Linked DNA regions of Mus musculus: region 1 is linked to region 2. The links are chromatin contacts, called in public promoter capture Hi-C maps. All regions are on one chromosome and are shown on one strand. The core of a region is the stretch at or near the end of the contact, and the rest is flanking DNA. Distances in the headings are between cores, read along the strand shown. Region 1 overlaps Ppp6r3 (protein phosphatase 6, regulatory subunit 3). Region 2 overlaps Cpt1a (carnitine palmitoyltransferase 1a, liver).

Region 1 (7,627 bases), core at 3,393-5,892, 120 kb after region 2:
CTGGGGTCTTTGTAAAAAAGTTAAGTTGGAAGCAATGGCAGGCATCTATCCTACCATATACTAACTTAGCAAGCTAAGACAGGAGGATGCTTGAGCTCACAGATCCAACATCAGTAGGGGATAACACAGTGAGACTAATCTCAAAAACAAAGATCACTTAATAAACACAAGTCCCTAGGAAAGGGTCCAGTGCCCTGTCCAATACCCAGGGTCCCTTGGCTCTTAGTTTTGTATCAATCACCAAGAAAATGACAGTGGGACCTACAATTCAGAGAAGCTACAAAATACATGCTGACAGGAGAACCACAAATATAATTACAAAGTGTGTGGGGGAAGTCATTAAGGAAATATTAAAATATACTCACTTGCCAATGTCGTCTTGGTCTGCAAACTTCTCATCGTTGAAGCCAAACTGGTCAATAAAATTGGACGTCATTTGTTGCATCTGATAATCAGAAAAGGCCTGGCAACCCCAGGACCAGTGACAGTGACATCATGATTCTAATGACATTCTATACACTATTTGCCCATTTGTGTTCCAGAAAACCACTTTAACTCACACAGCCATGGAACTTTAAAGGTTGGTGTGTTTTTCTTTAGAAAAAGAAAAATCAAATAATTTCAGACATTTTACCCCAAAGGGGGGGATTTTTGAAATATGACACACAAACTGCTCCACTATACATTGTTAAGAAATATTCAAGAGATCATACTGTAAAAAGTGCCGACTACTATAGTCTTTGGACAGAGAACTGAGTTAGCCTTAGTGTGAAGAGGTAAGAGACATGTAAGTCTGAAATTATCAGAAGTCTCATCATCTCCAGACACAACCAACAGTATCCTAAAATATAATGTGCTAACCACCCCCAACTTCCCACCCTCCCCCTAGCCCCCACCATTTCCCCATGCCCATCCACCATAGCAAAAGTAGCATCAGAGAAAGAAAGACTGATGGACATCATCATGATCCTGCAAATGAAATGCTGGCCTAAGTCTTGGAGGCTGAGAACCGTCTGAGAGACTTCTGCACAACCTACCTGAGAGATAGAGCAGGAAGCTTTAACCTCCTCAGAAATCACTCAGAAAAACCCGGGACACTGGAAGGTCTACAGAGAGGCCAATTCTATTTCCATCAGTCTTGGGTGAGTCTTCCCAGTTGGAAAATACAGGAATGTTATATGGGACCTACTGAACTGCTGCCAGTCTACTTACGGCATCAGGAAACATGCCCTCGCTACAAAGACATCAAGTGCCACCTCACGTCCTCACTCTCACCGAGACAATGAATATAGAGCACAGGACCACGCTGTGAATATTACATGTGGCCAAGGACAGAGACAGCAGTGGGACCCTAGGAACAGCACTTACTAATGGGGGCTTTTGAGGCCACTGTCTGCAAAGGAGGAGGATGTAATGGAGTCAGGAGACTTCTTGGTCCCCACCTCCTCAAAGCCTACAGCCCCAGCCCTGCACTGCAGGAATACCTCTGTCATGCACCTTCACCACACTAACTCTCATAGCAGGGAATTATGGCATGGATAATCCAAACTGTGTGAATTTAAAAATAAACTTCATGTTTGGCTTTGGAAATTACATTTGCTTAGGCGTGAAAACAAAACAAAAACAGGGAAAAGCCAACCAACCCTGACTAGAGTGGCTTTGTACAGAACTCACTGCTCTCAAGCAAGACATCACTTCCTACTAGGCTCAATCACAAAGATGGCCTGACATGAGTTCATGGATGTGTGAGGACAGTGAGTGTGGGTAGGGTCTGGAGCACAACCGAAGCAGGCATGGGAGGTTGGTTAGAGCAGAAGGGAAGACAAAAGTTGTAGGTGACAGAGCACTCTGGGTGAATAGATGGGACTCAGGCAGGCAGCCTTCACAGCCACATCATCAAAAACCTGAAATCAGCTCCTCTGACCCTGATATAGCTTACTATCAGGGTGTGTAAAAGACCTGTGGGGCCATTCTGCTGAGCAATCAACGCAAGACAGACTGTAGATTTATCTAGACTAGACATCTCACAGAACAAGGTGAAATTCCCTCCCAGAAGCTCTGTTTTATAGACACAGGCTTTCCTCAAACTTTTCATTCTGTTTATAATACAATTCTTTGGATATGAAAAGAAAGAAACATTGTCTGAAGTTCACAACCAGCAAATATAATGCAAATGTATACATACATACATACATACATACATACATACATACATACATACAGATATGTTCATGTGTATACACATGTACTTTTATTTATCAACCCTATACATCTAGACAAAGCTACAGCAACTGACAGAAACTGGGATCAGAGAGCCCTCATCAGTTCTCAGTCTGGCATAGTGCCTGGGAAGATAAAAGTAGCAATGAATTTCCTGCTTGTATCTGCTTTCTATTAATGTATGGAAGCCAGTATGCCCAAAATGAAGAGCTGTCATACTCTATAAGCAAAGTGTTGCCAAAATCATATGTCTCAACCTAGAAAGCAACACACATGGCTGTAGTAATATTAAGGGGCACTCTGTTCAGTACTGCCATCTTGGCTTGGGTGAGCAGCAAGCTCTAACATCGCCATCCTCTTAGCACAGAAACGGTTCTAAATTCAATCTGACCCACTGGCATGTCCCAAGCCTGCGTGTGATGTGAGATGCTAGAGGTGTCATCTTACTCTGACACCCATCCACTCAATAGAGGGAACAGCTTATTCCTTCCACAGTCTAGGAGATGCTAGGAAAGCAGAAAGTACTAGAGCAGAACATAATGGCCAGAGGCACATCTGTCACAAGGCACTGGCTCACTGCTCAGGCCACATCCCCGGCAGGGTTACCATGTTACTAACTCTCCTCACTCTGCACACTTGGGCTCTGAGTAGGAAGCCTAACTTCAAACAGGAATGAGAGCTTTAACCCGTTACAAGTTACAAACTGACACTGGGCTAACAGTGGAGACCAGGATGAAACTGTTAGGATAACCTTGACCCTCTTTCTCCAGGAAAATGTTTTGGATCAGATTCATTTTAAAACATAATTAGTTCACAGTGTAACTATGTAAAATAGAGCTACTGTAAGCCTGTCAGTCAGAAAAGAGTGACTAGTAATTACTCCATACATATGGAGGTCACATGTGATGGATGAAGCCCCTAAGCCTGGGCTGTCTCAGGATGACAGCTTTGTAGACTGGATTGAATAAGAGAGAAAACACCCCAGACATGACTCTAGAACCAGGACTAAGCAAGGCAATGCACTTTCTAGATGCCTAAAAATAACTTCTAGATTACATCAGTAGCTGTAAGTTTAGGCATCTACAAAGTCTTCAGTTTGATTTACAGGGGTGGGAAGAAGGCATGTGTGACAGCTTACCAACATGGTCAGGAAGATGTTAAAAGCATCCTTCCTATCTAACCATCCATCTATCCATCTATCTATCTATCTATCTATCTATCTATCTAAATTACATTCATTTTGTGTATGTGTGCAAGTCAGTTTAATTCTCTCTTTCTACTATGTGTGGGTTCTAGGCTCAAAGTCAGACCCGTGGGTTCAGCAGCATCTCAATGGCCAAGCCACTTCATTGGTCCAGGCATCTTTTTTCTTAGTACTATTTTAATACTATATTTTAACTGGTACAAACCACCTTGACAGTTCACATTTGATTCACTAAGCTTTGTTCTAGGGCTACAGCAATGCACTTGAGCTCACGCCTGGTCAAGCTGACTGAATATTCTACGGTGTAAAAGTGACAGTGCAGAATATTGCCAACACACACAGGGCTGCTTGCAGCAGTTTGCTGTGTTGGATTGCGTGGGAAGCTGGTGCTTCTTGAAAGCAAGATGTGTTCTGTTTAAGGCACTGATTTTCCACAGTGCTCCCTAACTCTAAATTTAGGAGAATGGCTGCCAAAAGAAGCTAGTGTCAAAAAGAAAAACAAAACAAACCAAAAACCAAAAACCAAACCCAGAAGGAAACCAGGAAGTACTATAAACTTTTACTTCAAATCCATCTGAGAAAGGCTAAAGGTCTCAGCATCAAGAGCAAGCAACTGTCTAGAAGTAATGATGGGCATGCAACTTGCAAGCAAAAAACAACCACACAAGAAAATCAGAAGCTTCACAATGACCCCACTGCGACTGAGAGTCAGAAAGAAGCCAAGCACCATCAGTATATAGTGTAGCAATGTTTCCTTAATCCCACTGTCACACCAATGCTGGACCAGACAGCTAAGGACAGCTTTCCCTCATGAACAGGAGACATCTGCTTCTATTCTGAACTCTCAAACTCAACCTCCAGTAGAAATATAAATTCAACCATCAGTTTTCCAAGAATGACTAAAGAATGATAAATCAGTATGTATTGATACTGATCTTTTTTTTTTTTGCTGTTGTTAAAAGGATAAAAATGCAGTCAATACATGGAGTTGATCAATTTGGGGGCAGGAATGGCAAGAATGCTTTCAGCTAAAACTTCATTTAGATGCCATGTAACACAGTTAAAGAGCACCAAGGAAGGATTATCTAGATCACCACGTGGTCCAGATTACTGCACAAAATCCACTCCAATGCTCTCATTCTTATTTCTGTCCCTCTTAACCAAGGTCTGTGCCGGGAATCTAAGTAAGGATGCACTACCATTAAGGCCTGCCCAGTCAGCATGTGAGGTGACATGTAGTGCTCACTAATGTCATCATTCCTCACTGTTTCCCAGAACACAACAGTATCAGCCTACCTGGCAAGGTCCCAGACCTCTCTGTTCCAATCATTTTGCCTAATTGGTAGCAAACCCAAACCACATTCTAATAGTGACAGATGCTGATCCCAAGGGGCAGCTAAACTAAGCATTTAAGATAAAAACAAATAGCAAAGCTTTAGGTGTGACTCACTTGCTGTAAAGAGGAATCCTGTGAGAAACCCGTGTCTTTAAAGTCAATTTCATCATCACTGGATGAATGAATATGGCAGGTTGTAACCTATATGCATAAAAATGTAAAAAACTATTTAACATTGAAAAGTGTTGGACATTTGCATTAGCATTTTTAATGGAATAAATTATCACATTCAGCTTTTGTTTCAATATACTAAAAACAAACAAAAAAACCAAAATAAAACAAACAAACCAAAAAAACCCAAAACCAAAATACAAACAAACAAACAAAAAAACTAACAACAAACCCAGAAATAACAGTTAAGTGGTCAAGCACACCCAGTCAATCTAGAGTCCACTCTGGCTACCCACCCAGCTGGCTGGTGTTTTCGCTCCTCAGGAATAGCATCTCCAGGAATTGCAGAGGAAGAAGGAAGGTTCCTCCATTGAAGGGGGAAGGCAGAAGTAACAGTGAAGTGCAGATGAAACAAAAACAGCAGGTATGCATCAGGCCTTGTGGGCAAAACACTGCTCTAAGGATCACTCATGAGCCACAAGGAAGGTCAACCGTACAGGTAAGCATTTTATTTCCTTCTTAACTTTCCTGCCTATACCAAGAAAGGCACTGGCCTGGCCACAAATGCTCATTCAACAGTTTTCTGATCAATAAAAGACCCTCTGAAAATCTGCCCTCCCTGCCCCACAGAGAATAAGTAGTCTACTCTCTATAACTTAAAAAACAAACAACAAAAAAAAAAACCCCACCCCCCCATACACACACACAAAAAACCTACCAACATGAACTGCTCACCATTCATGGCCAACTGATATAAGCACCGACCAAGCCCAGCACTGATAATAGTTCTTACTGCTAGCACATATAACAATGAACGATCAGTAAAATTCTAGAAGGAAATGTTCTATTTCTGAAAGTCACTTCTACTGAAGTCTCTTAAGAGTTCTCTATACTGGCTTACCAAGTAGCCTAGGCTTGCCTCAGGCTTGATCTACCTGCTTCACTCACCTTCCCAAGAGCTGGGATTATAGTCATGTGTCCCATGATGTCTGCTCTTTTGTTCTGGGTAAATGTGTACTAAACATAAGTAAAACAAGTGTCCTCTGCCAACCCTGAGGCTGTGCTTCATAGTCTGACATCAGCCAGCCAGTATGTACCATGCTAAGCCGATATATACCTGGGTACAACCAGAGCACAGGACACAGAATCAGGACAATTTAAACAAGCTAGCAGTCCCGAATGAGCTCCAGCAGAGACCTGGCTGCTCCCAGGAGTCCTCCTGTCTAACTGCAGCTATGCTGCAAAGAATCCATCAGAATGGTTCTCAGTCCGTGCCTCTCAACCCCGTTGGGGATCCAATAGCAGGTGTCCCGCATATCGGGTATTTACAGTATGGTTCATAACAGCAGCACAATTACAGTTATGGAGTAGCAACGAAATAATTGTATGGAGGTCACTACAGCATGAGGAACTATATTAAAGGGCTGCAGCGTTATGAAGGCTGAAAACCACTGCCATAGGCTTTCTTCCCTATAAAAAAACAAGAGTTAATCATGTCATTAAATAGAGGAAACTTCTGTGGAACAATGAGGCAGGGCCAGACACATGATTCCTTTACAGGGGTTGCTTAACTGTTGCCCTCACCGTTGGAGTTACTTACGCTAGGTAGGCCTTAAACTAAGGATCCTTTTGCTTCAACTAACATCACTGGGTACACACACACTTACTTTACAATGTATTCTCTAAAAATAGTTTTAGCCAATTATGATTCCTAACAGCACAATGTAGGCAGCCCTTCAGCTGTGTTAATGGAGGGTGTGACTCTGAGGACACCCACACAATAAGAACCTGAAAGAATCAGTGAATTAAAGAGAGGATTTCATTGCCTCGTGGGGTATCAGAATCCCAACCCATTCATCACCAACTCGGTGCAGCCCAAGTGCTTGATCAACAGCACACACAGCCTTTCTGAGGCACCAGAAGCTCAAAGGTGCCAGCTCCATGCTCCTTAGCTAAAACCTCGGCTGCTTTTTTATCTTGTTCTTAGCTGCTCAGCCACCCTCACACTGCAACTGCCCTACCATGGCTCACGACGGCACCATCAGCTGGCGAGTGAGTTAACGTCAGCGAGGCAGCTTTCCCTATGTTGGCCCAGAAGCCACAGAATCTTCCCACATGTACATGGAATTATGTCACTTTTTATATCTAAACCTAGTGGTTTCTTATCTAAATGCAAAGCTAAAGTCCCACTGTCTACGTCTGTCCTCACTTCCACTCTTATTTGGGCTAACACAGCAGCCAGAGATTCTGCATCTACCTACTGCAAACACTTGCAGTCCCTCCTCTGGAGTCTTTGTACTTTGTTTCCCTCTGCGGACTACACCACCTGCAATAAAGTTGTCCTTGACCAGGGTTTAAAGTTTATTATTAGTCTGTCTCTGTCTGTAATGTGGTGTGTGTGTGTCTAAAAGTATTGTTAAAAAATACACATGTAGAGGCTAGAGGACAACTGTTTAGTCAGTTCTTGACTTCCATATTTACATGGATTCTAGAGATGGAATTCAGATCTTCAGGTGTGCTTACCTGCTGGGCCATTTCACTAGTCCATTGACAACCTATATCTGGAACTTCCCAATTCAATTTGCTCCCTGGTATTCGATCCTCAGCACTGTGACCTACAACAGGCTATTCAACAAAGCGCTGCTTCCCGAGCGTCTATGGCTCCCTTGCACTGCAGGCACTTGACTAGCAGGGCA
Region 2 (7,358 bases), core at 2,443-4,942:
TTGGACTACAATGAGACCCTATCTTAAAAATTGCTTTTAATTATGTAGATCTCTGTGTGTCTGTGTATGGGTAGGTGCCTGCAGAGGCCAGAGGCATGTGATCCCCTGAATCTGGCATTATAGGTGGTCACCAGCTACCTGACATGGGTGTTAGGAATTCAACTCGGGTCTCTACAAGAGCAAGTGCTCTTAACTACTGAGCCTTCTCTAGCCCCAAGAATGTGTGTCTTAGTTAGGTTTTTACTGCTGTGAACAGACACCATGACCAAGGCAAGTCTTATAAAAACAAAAACAAAAAACATTTAATTGGGGCTGGCTTACAGGTTCAGAAGTTCAGTCCATTATCATCAAGATGGGAACATGACAGCATCCAGGCAGGCATGGCGCAGGCAGAGTTGAGAGTTCTACGTCTTCATCCAAAGGCTGCTAGTGGAAGACTGACTTTCAGGCAACTAGGATGAGAGTCTTAAGCCCACACCCACAGTGACACACCTATTCCAACCAGGCCACACCTCCAGATGTTGCCACTCCCTGGTCCGAAAATATACAAACCATCACAATGTGTTTTTAGTTGAAAGGTTTTTCTTCTTGGTTTTGTTTGCCTGTGTTTACAGGAGTGGGGGGAGAGAGAGAGTGTGTGAGAGTGAGTGTGTGTGAGCACACGAGTGTGTTTATGCATGGAGGCCCAACCTTTACAGCAGATGTCTTCTTCTCTAGCTTCATTTATTGAGATGAGTCTCTCACAGAACCTGAGATCACTGATTCTGGCTAGTCTAGAGTCTGGCTAGTCTAGAGTCTGGCTAGTCTAGTTAGCCAGCTTGCCTCTGGAGCACTGGGGTTACATACAGGTGAAAGCCATTCCTGCCTGGCTTTTACATTGATTCTAGAGATCCAAATGCCAGGCCTTCCCCCAGCTTGTGTGCTAAGTGCTTTACCCACTGAGCCATGTCCCAGCCTAGTTTTACTTTTTTGAGACGGTGTCTGACCCTAGCCAGGCTCCTCTGTAACTAAAGGCAGTTCTCCTTTCTTAGCCTCTCAAGTGCTTGGAGGATGTGTGAGCCCCCACACCGTGCTTGGACAGTTGTTGTTATTGTTGTTAATATCAATATTATTGAGTTAGGATCTCACTGTGTACTCATGGCTGACCCGGATCTCACGGTGGAGACCAGACTGCCCTCAAACTCACAGAGCTCCATCTGCCTCTGCTTCCCAAGTGCTGAGGTGAAATGTGTGTATCCATTAAGAATTTATTATGCAGGGCTGGAGAGATGGCTTAGCGGTTAAGAGCACTGACTGCTCTTCTGAAGGTCCTGAGTTCAAATCCCAGCAACCACATGGTGGCTCACAACCATCTATAATGAGATCTGACTCCCTCTTCTGGAGTGTCAGAAGACAACTGCAGTGTTCTTACATATAATAAATAAATCTCTTTTTTAAAAGAATTTATTATGCTGGGTGTGGTGGCACACTTCTCTAATCGCAGCATTCAAAAAACAAAACCAAAAAAAACAACAAAATAGAATTAACTTTTTGTAAGACTCAAACATCCAACAAAGCAGAAAAAACAGCTCTCCCTCCCCATTACCCTCCTCCTGGTTCCCAGAGCTGGCGGAGTCTGGGCAGTGTTGAGTCACGCAAGCCTTCTCTCCCCAAACCTCAGTTCTTTAGACCAGTTTTTTAATCGGGTGGGCAAGATTGCAGCCCAGCTGATGACCTGAGTTTGACCCAAAGTTCCACAAAATAGGAGGAGAGATCTGACCTCTGACCTCCACCTTTGCGCCTTATGGTCCTTGCATGCACCTACGTACAATAAATAAATGTAACAACAAAAAATTAATGTAAACTTTATTTTGCTGGGTTATTTTGCAGCAATGGTATGGGGGCTCCTGTAAACACATCTTGACTCAGGAACAGGGCAAGGGTAGTTTGGGAGCTGGGGTTCCTGACTGGCAGATAGTGGCAGTGTAGGAATGGGACCTCACAGTGCCCAGGCTGCCAGTCACCATATGGAGACCTGTATGGTAAGTCAGGCCTGGCTGTTTTACCAACCTGGAGTCCCTTTCTTGGAGAATCTTCCAAGATGCATTTGGGCTCAGAAGTCAGGGGAGAGAATAGACTGTGTAAAGAAAGGTAAGGCAGTTGTGACTCCAGGCAGAGACACAGCTACTGGGCTTTGGTCTTTGGTGGCCTGCATATATGGCACCTTCTCCCTGCTGCCTGATGTCCCAACTGCCTGTTGCCACAGGGCTGCTGACAGGTAGTGATGGTGACCTCGGGGAGGATGCAGCTCACAGCTCACATGTCTTTCCAGAATGGCATCATCACTGGTGTGTTCCCCGCGAGTCCCTCCAGCTGGCTTATCGTGGTGGTGGGTGTGATATCATCCATGCATACCAAAGTGGACCCCTCCCTGGGCATGATTGCAAAGATCAATCGGACCCTAGACACCACGTGAGTAACCCACCTCCACCCTCTGCATCTTGAAGAAGATGGTGGTACCTCTGTTGACTGTCCTCGCTCTGAAATGTCTGAGTACAACTATGCTATCGCTGTTTTTCCGCATGCTCTTTGCCCTCCTGACCTGCTATTGAAAGTCTGCAGACACTGCCACCCTTCTTCTGAAGACTAGGCTAAGAGTGGCAGAGGCACGGGGACCTGCCTTCCAGGTGTCTGTCTCCTGAGGTCAAGATGGAGACAGTGATGACCTCAGAGGGCATCTCTGCCCCAGAAGATGGCTCCAAGTGTGGCTGTTGCCCTGGAGTTGGTCCATCCAGTGATCTGGTCCTCTGAACTTACTGCCGGTCATTGCTTAGGGACAACTCAGCCCTTGGCCCCTTCACAGTGGCTTAGATGCCTGCAGGGAAGTGCGTTACTCCTTGGCTTTGAGTTTTAGTTTATTCTGGGAACTTAAAAAAGTAGATGTCATCCTGTCTAGGGACAAATCCTGGCCATCTTCTGGTTTTTCTTTTTCTTTTCTTTTCTTTTCTTTTCTTTTCTTTTCTTTTCTCTTCTCTTCTCTTCTGTTCTCTTTCTTTCTTTCTTCCTTTCTTTCTTTCTTTCTTTCTTTCTTTCTTTCTCCCTTCCTTTCTTCCTTCCTTCCTTCCTTCCTTCCTTTTTTTTTTTTTGAGACAGGGTCTCACCGTATAGCTCCAGCTGTTCTGGCCTAGAACTCAGGGATCTTATCTCTGTCTGTCTCTGTCTGTCTGTCTGTCTCTCTCTCTCTCTCTCTCTCTCTCTCTCTCTCTCTCTCTCTCTCTCCTGGTTGTTCAGCTGTAGATACTGTATGCTAGGAAGGATTGCACAAGCAAACAGATGAGAGAGTGGCCCCAGGGAACACTCACAGCTGGAGGAGTTGGTTTCTGCTGACTCAGAGCAACTAGCAGATTTAACCCAGCAGTGTGGCATGTTTAAGACAGCTTGAATAGGTGCTCGGGAATCCTGGAGGTCAGTCTTTAATGGGTCTGCATGCCCTGCCTTCTGATTGAGACACCCAGGAGTGACTGAGAAGCCAGCCAGCTCCTCAGCCTCCAGCCCTCCTGGCAGCATTGGTCATTCCTTTGTAAGCAACTGTAGGAAACAAGATAAAAATGCCTGTCCAGGCATCCTGCCAAGGGTCCTGTCTGCCTGGGGCCTGGAACATCGAGCTGGGGCTAGGTTCTCAGAAGCAGCTGGCAGAGCTGGTCACTAAAGACTGGACCTGTGCTGTCCTGAGAGGTGAGGAAAGTCCTGTGAACGCTCACCCTGCTTCCCTGAGTGTTGAGCTGGCTGCCAGGCCCAAGGCAGCTGTGAGGCCAACAGCCAAGCTTTGCTCTTACATGGGCTGTGTGTCTCAAAGCCGGATTGCACACAGCCACGCCAGCTACTAAAACCTTGCTTAATCTCAGTCTTTATACGATTTGTTTCTTTGTCCCTTAGACTCTATTTTCGTAAACTGGGTCATGTCTGGCTCAAATTTAGAAAGGTCAGGTGAAGGCTCAGAGACTTGCAGCCTGAGGGGCTGTTCTGGAAGCATCTTTCCAGTGTGGGTGGAGTGCCTGTGTCTCCTAGGCTGCTTTGGTTTTGTTTGCTGAGATCTGAAAGGAAGGCCATAGAGGTTATCAGCACAGCTGAAAGTGAAATTACTTTTTTGTCCTTATTGGATTTTTTTTTTTTTTTTTGGTTTTTTGAGACAGGGTCTCTGTGTAGCCCTGGCTGTCCTGGAACTTGCTATGTTGCTATGTTGACCAACCTTGTCTCATGAACTCATAGAGATCTACTTGCCTCTACATGTGACACCATGCCCAGCTTGGATTTTTTCTTTAAATTTTATTCTGTGTGTATGTGTACTATACGTGTGCCTGGTGCCTTCAGAGGTCAGAAGAGGGCATCAGATCCCCTGAGACCAGAGTTTCAGATGAGTGTGAGCCACTGTGTATCTGTTCCCATCAGCTGCAGGAGGAAGCATCTTCCAATGACAGTTGTGCTAGGCACCCATCCTGTTCTTCTGGGAGGCGAGGCCTCCAGAGCATAGGTCTCTCACATGATGTTAATGTTTTCCAATATCAGAGCTCTGAAGGTTAGATATGCTACTACTTTGATCATTTGGGACCTCTTATGTTATGTTTTGCTTTTAGATTTATTTATTTTTATGTATTATGTGTTAGTCACATATTATGCATATATGTTTTTAAGAATTGTCTATTTATTTTAGTACACTATAGCTGTCCTCAGACACACCTGAAGAGAGCATCAGATTCCTTTACAGATGGTTGTGAGCCACCATGTGGTTGCTGGGAATTGAACTCAGGACCTCTGGAAGAGCAGTCAGTGCTCTTAACCTCTGAGCCATCTCTCCAGCCTCATATTATGCATATATTATGTATGTATGTGTGTATGTGTGTATGTATGTATGTATGTGCCTGCAGGCCAGAAGAGGGCACCAGATCTCATTATAGATCAGCCACCATTTGGTTGCTGGGAATTGAACTTAAGATAACTGGAAGAGCAGCCAGTGTGCTTAACCTCTGAGCCAGACTCGATCTCTTTTATTTGTTCCTTGACAATTGCATACACGTCAACAGGATACCTTGATTTAACCCATCCCAACTCTCCACTCAAACCTTTTTAAAAACCCGCTGAGTTCCCTTAGCGCCCCCTGCTGGAGGATCCCTGGTCGGCCAGCTGGCTTGGTCCACTTCTCAGTGAGTCTTGTCTGCAGCAGCCATGTTGTGTTCACATCTGGCTGCACCCTTTCCACCCCTTCTTCCATGATGTCCCCTGAGCCATGAAGGGGAAGGGCTAGTTTTTATTTTTGTCACTATTTTTCCTTTTCTAAAACAACTGAAATAACCCCTCAAATAGCAGCACTTTGTTTTGAGTTTTCTTTCATAGTCGGTGACTTTGATTTTTAACTATTTAAAAATCTTTTAAGTTTTTTAAAAGATTTATTTATTTTTATTTATGTGGGGATTTTTTGGCTTTGTTTTGTTCTGTTTTTGTGTTTGAGACAAGGTCTTATGTAGACCATGCTAGTCTTGAACTCACAGAGGTCTACCTGCCTCTGCCTCCAGCTTGCTGGGATATTTGAGTTTCTTATAAATAAAGACAGCATTTAAGGTTATATCTGAGGACTGGGGATATAACTCAGGGGTTGAGCCCCTGCCTAGAAAGCATGAAGCCCATAGTTCACCCCTGGGCACAGCAAAACCCAGCAAATGCTAGCAAAGTATGTTTGAGAGACTGGCAAAGCATTATAATCTGAAGAAAACGGGCCAGGATCCCTTTGAGCAGCAGTTGGCAGGTCCCACCCACTGGGAGCAGTTGCCATCGTGAGCAGCTCTCTGCCCCACAGGAGCCTCTCCACCATTCCTCCAGAGACTGGAAAAACTGTGTGTTGTTCAAGACTGCTCAGGTCGCTGGCCGGCCTCTTGATTCTTCCTTGGGCCTCCAGAGACAGGCCACTCTGCTGCACCCAGCCAAGGCTGGCCCATTTTGAGAGGAATAGAGACTGCCAGGGCGCTTGGAGAACTGGGGTCCCTCAGGCTTCTTCTGCAGCCTGCTCACTCCTGTCGCTGGGAGGGTGCTTGGTCAGCCCGCTTTCTGGTAGCTGCCATTACCACCTTCCATGCTGACGTCTTAGCTCCTTGTCTGCTCCATCCTCACAGTGGCCGCATGTCAAGCCAGACGAAGAACATCGTGAGTGGCGTCCTCTTTGGCACAGGGCTCTGGGTGGCGATCATCATGACTATGCGCTACTCGCTGAAGGTGCTGCTCTCCTACCATGGCTGGATGTTTGCAGAGCACGGCAAAATGAGCCGCAGCACCAGAATCTGGATGGTAACCACCCGTCACCCACCAGGGGACCCGCTCCGAGTCAGAGCAGGACCCTTGCCTCCTTAGACCTTTCCTCCTCTGTTCCTTGGTGTGTAACCTGTCCCCAGCCTCTGGCTATGGGAGAGCTATGGCTCATGACACTTGCATGGATGGAGCCAGGGCTGCTTTTGCTAATGGTTTCTGGGAGTTCTGCCATCTCTCTGTTCACCTCTGTGTGACCTGTGGTTCAGGCTGGATATTGAGCATAAGTACCACCCAGGAGGTCTTTGTAGCCTTAGGGGCCACTTTGCAGGCAGACACCAGACGGTTTTCTGAGTTGGTCAGATCACATGATTTACCCTAATCCGTCAGTGTTCTCTATTTCTTCGTGACCTTAAGGCCAAGGCACCATGTTTAAGAGAGAGAGAGGGTTATACCATATACATGTGTGTTTGTTAAATTATAACTGGTTGTGAAGGCTTTTGTTGTTGTTTAGTTTTGGTTTTTGAGATGGGGGCTCATGTCACCCTGGCTGGCCATTTCCTGACTGTAGCCAATGATGACCTTGAGTTTCTGGTTCTCCTGCACCACCATGCCTGATGTTTATGAGATGCCAGTGACCAAACCCAGAGCTTCATGCCTGGCTTACCCAGATGAGCCGTCTGCCCAGGGAAGGACATCCAAAGCCCCAACGAGCTGCTTTTATAAGCTTAGCTCTCTGGAGTAGGGGGAGGAGGATGACGGATCACTCCTGGGACCTCCCTCTTTGGCACTCAGACCCCAGCCTTTCCTTCCCACACACACCATTGTATGGCTGTCACATATCCCCCACCCACCCACCCACATATTGTCACCCCTCTTGGCTTCTGATTTTTATAAAGAAAAGGTCATTTTCTGCACCCAAGGTTTGTAAAGGATTTCAGTGAATCTGGTTCTGGTAACATTGCCTTTCAAATGCTTGTTACTGGAGCTCCTCCTTTGTGCATGGGAGGAGTAGGTCAGCTTGGCCTTGACTTGCGGGCCAGTGTGCCCCCATGCCCGCACTTGTGAACGTCTTCAAGGTCCCT

What was found. Capture Hi-C pulls out chosen DNA fragments and counts their contacts.
Region 1: a contact with region 2 is called in a promoter capture Hi-C map of pancreatic islet. A contact is called at or near these places in 10 of 39 promoter capture datasets (the 3T3-L1 cell line, the C10 cell line, the HPC-7 cell line and 5 more), 2 of 130 datasets of targeted methods (bone marrow-derived macrophages and embryonic stem cells) and 4 of 9 other capture datasets (adipose tissue, embryonic stem cells, liver and 1 more).

Annotation. Positions count from the first base shown.
Region 1 is chr19:3,473,404-3,481,030 of GRCm38.p6, forward strand. It overlaps Ppp6r3 (protein phosphatase 6, regulatory subunit 3), which reads right to left. Exons shown (of 24, transcript NM_028999.1): 15 at 4,875-4,961; 16 at 366-463. Among named protein-coding and RNA genes, the nearest start is that of Gm23940, 13 kb to the right of the region's middle.
Region 2 is chr19:3,350,174-3,357,531 of GRCm38.p6, forward strand. It overlaps Cpt1a (carnitine palmitoyltransferase 1a, liver), which reads left to right. Exons shown (of 19, transcript NM_013495.2): 3 at 2,312-2,451; 4 at 6,144-6,315. Among named protein-coding and RNA genes, the nearest start is that of Gm36532, 24 kb to the right of the region's middle.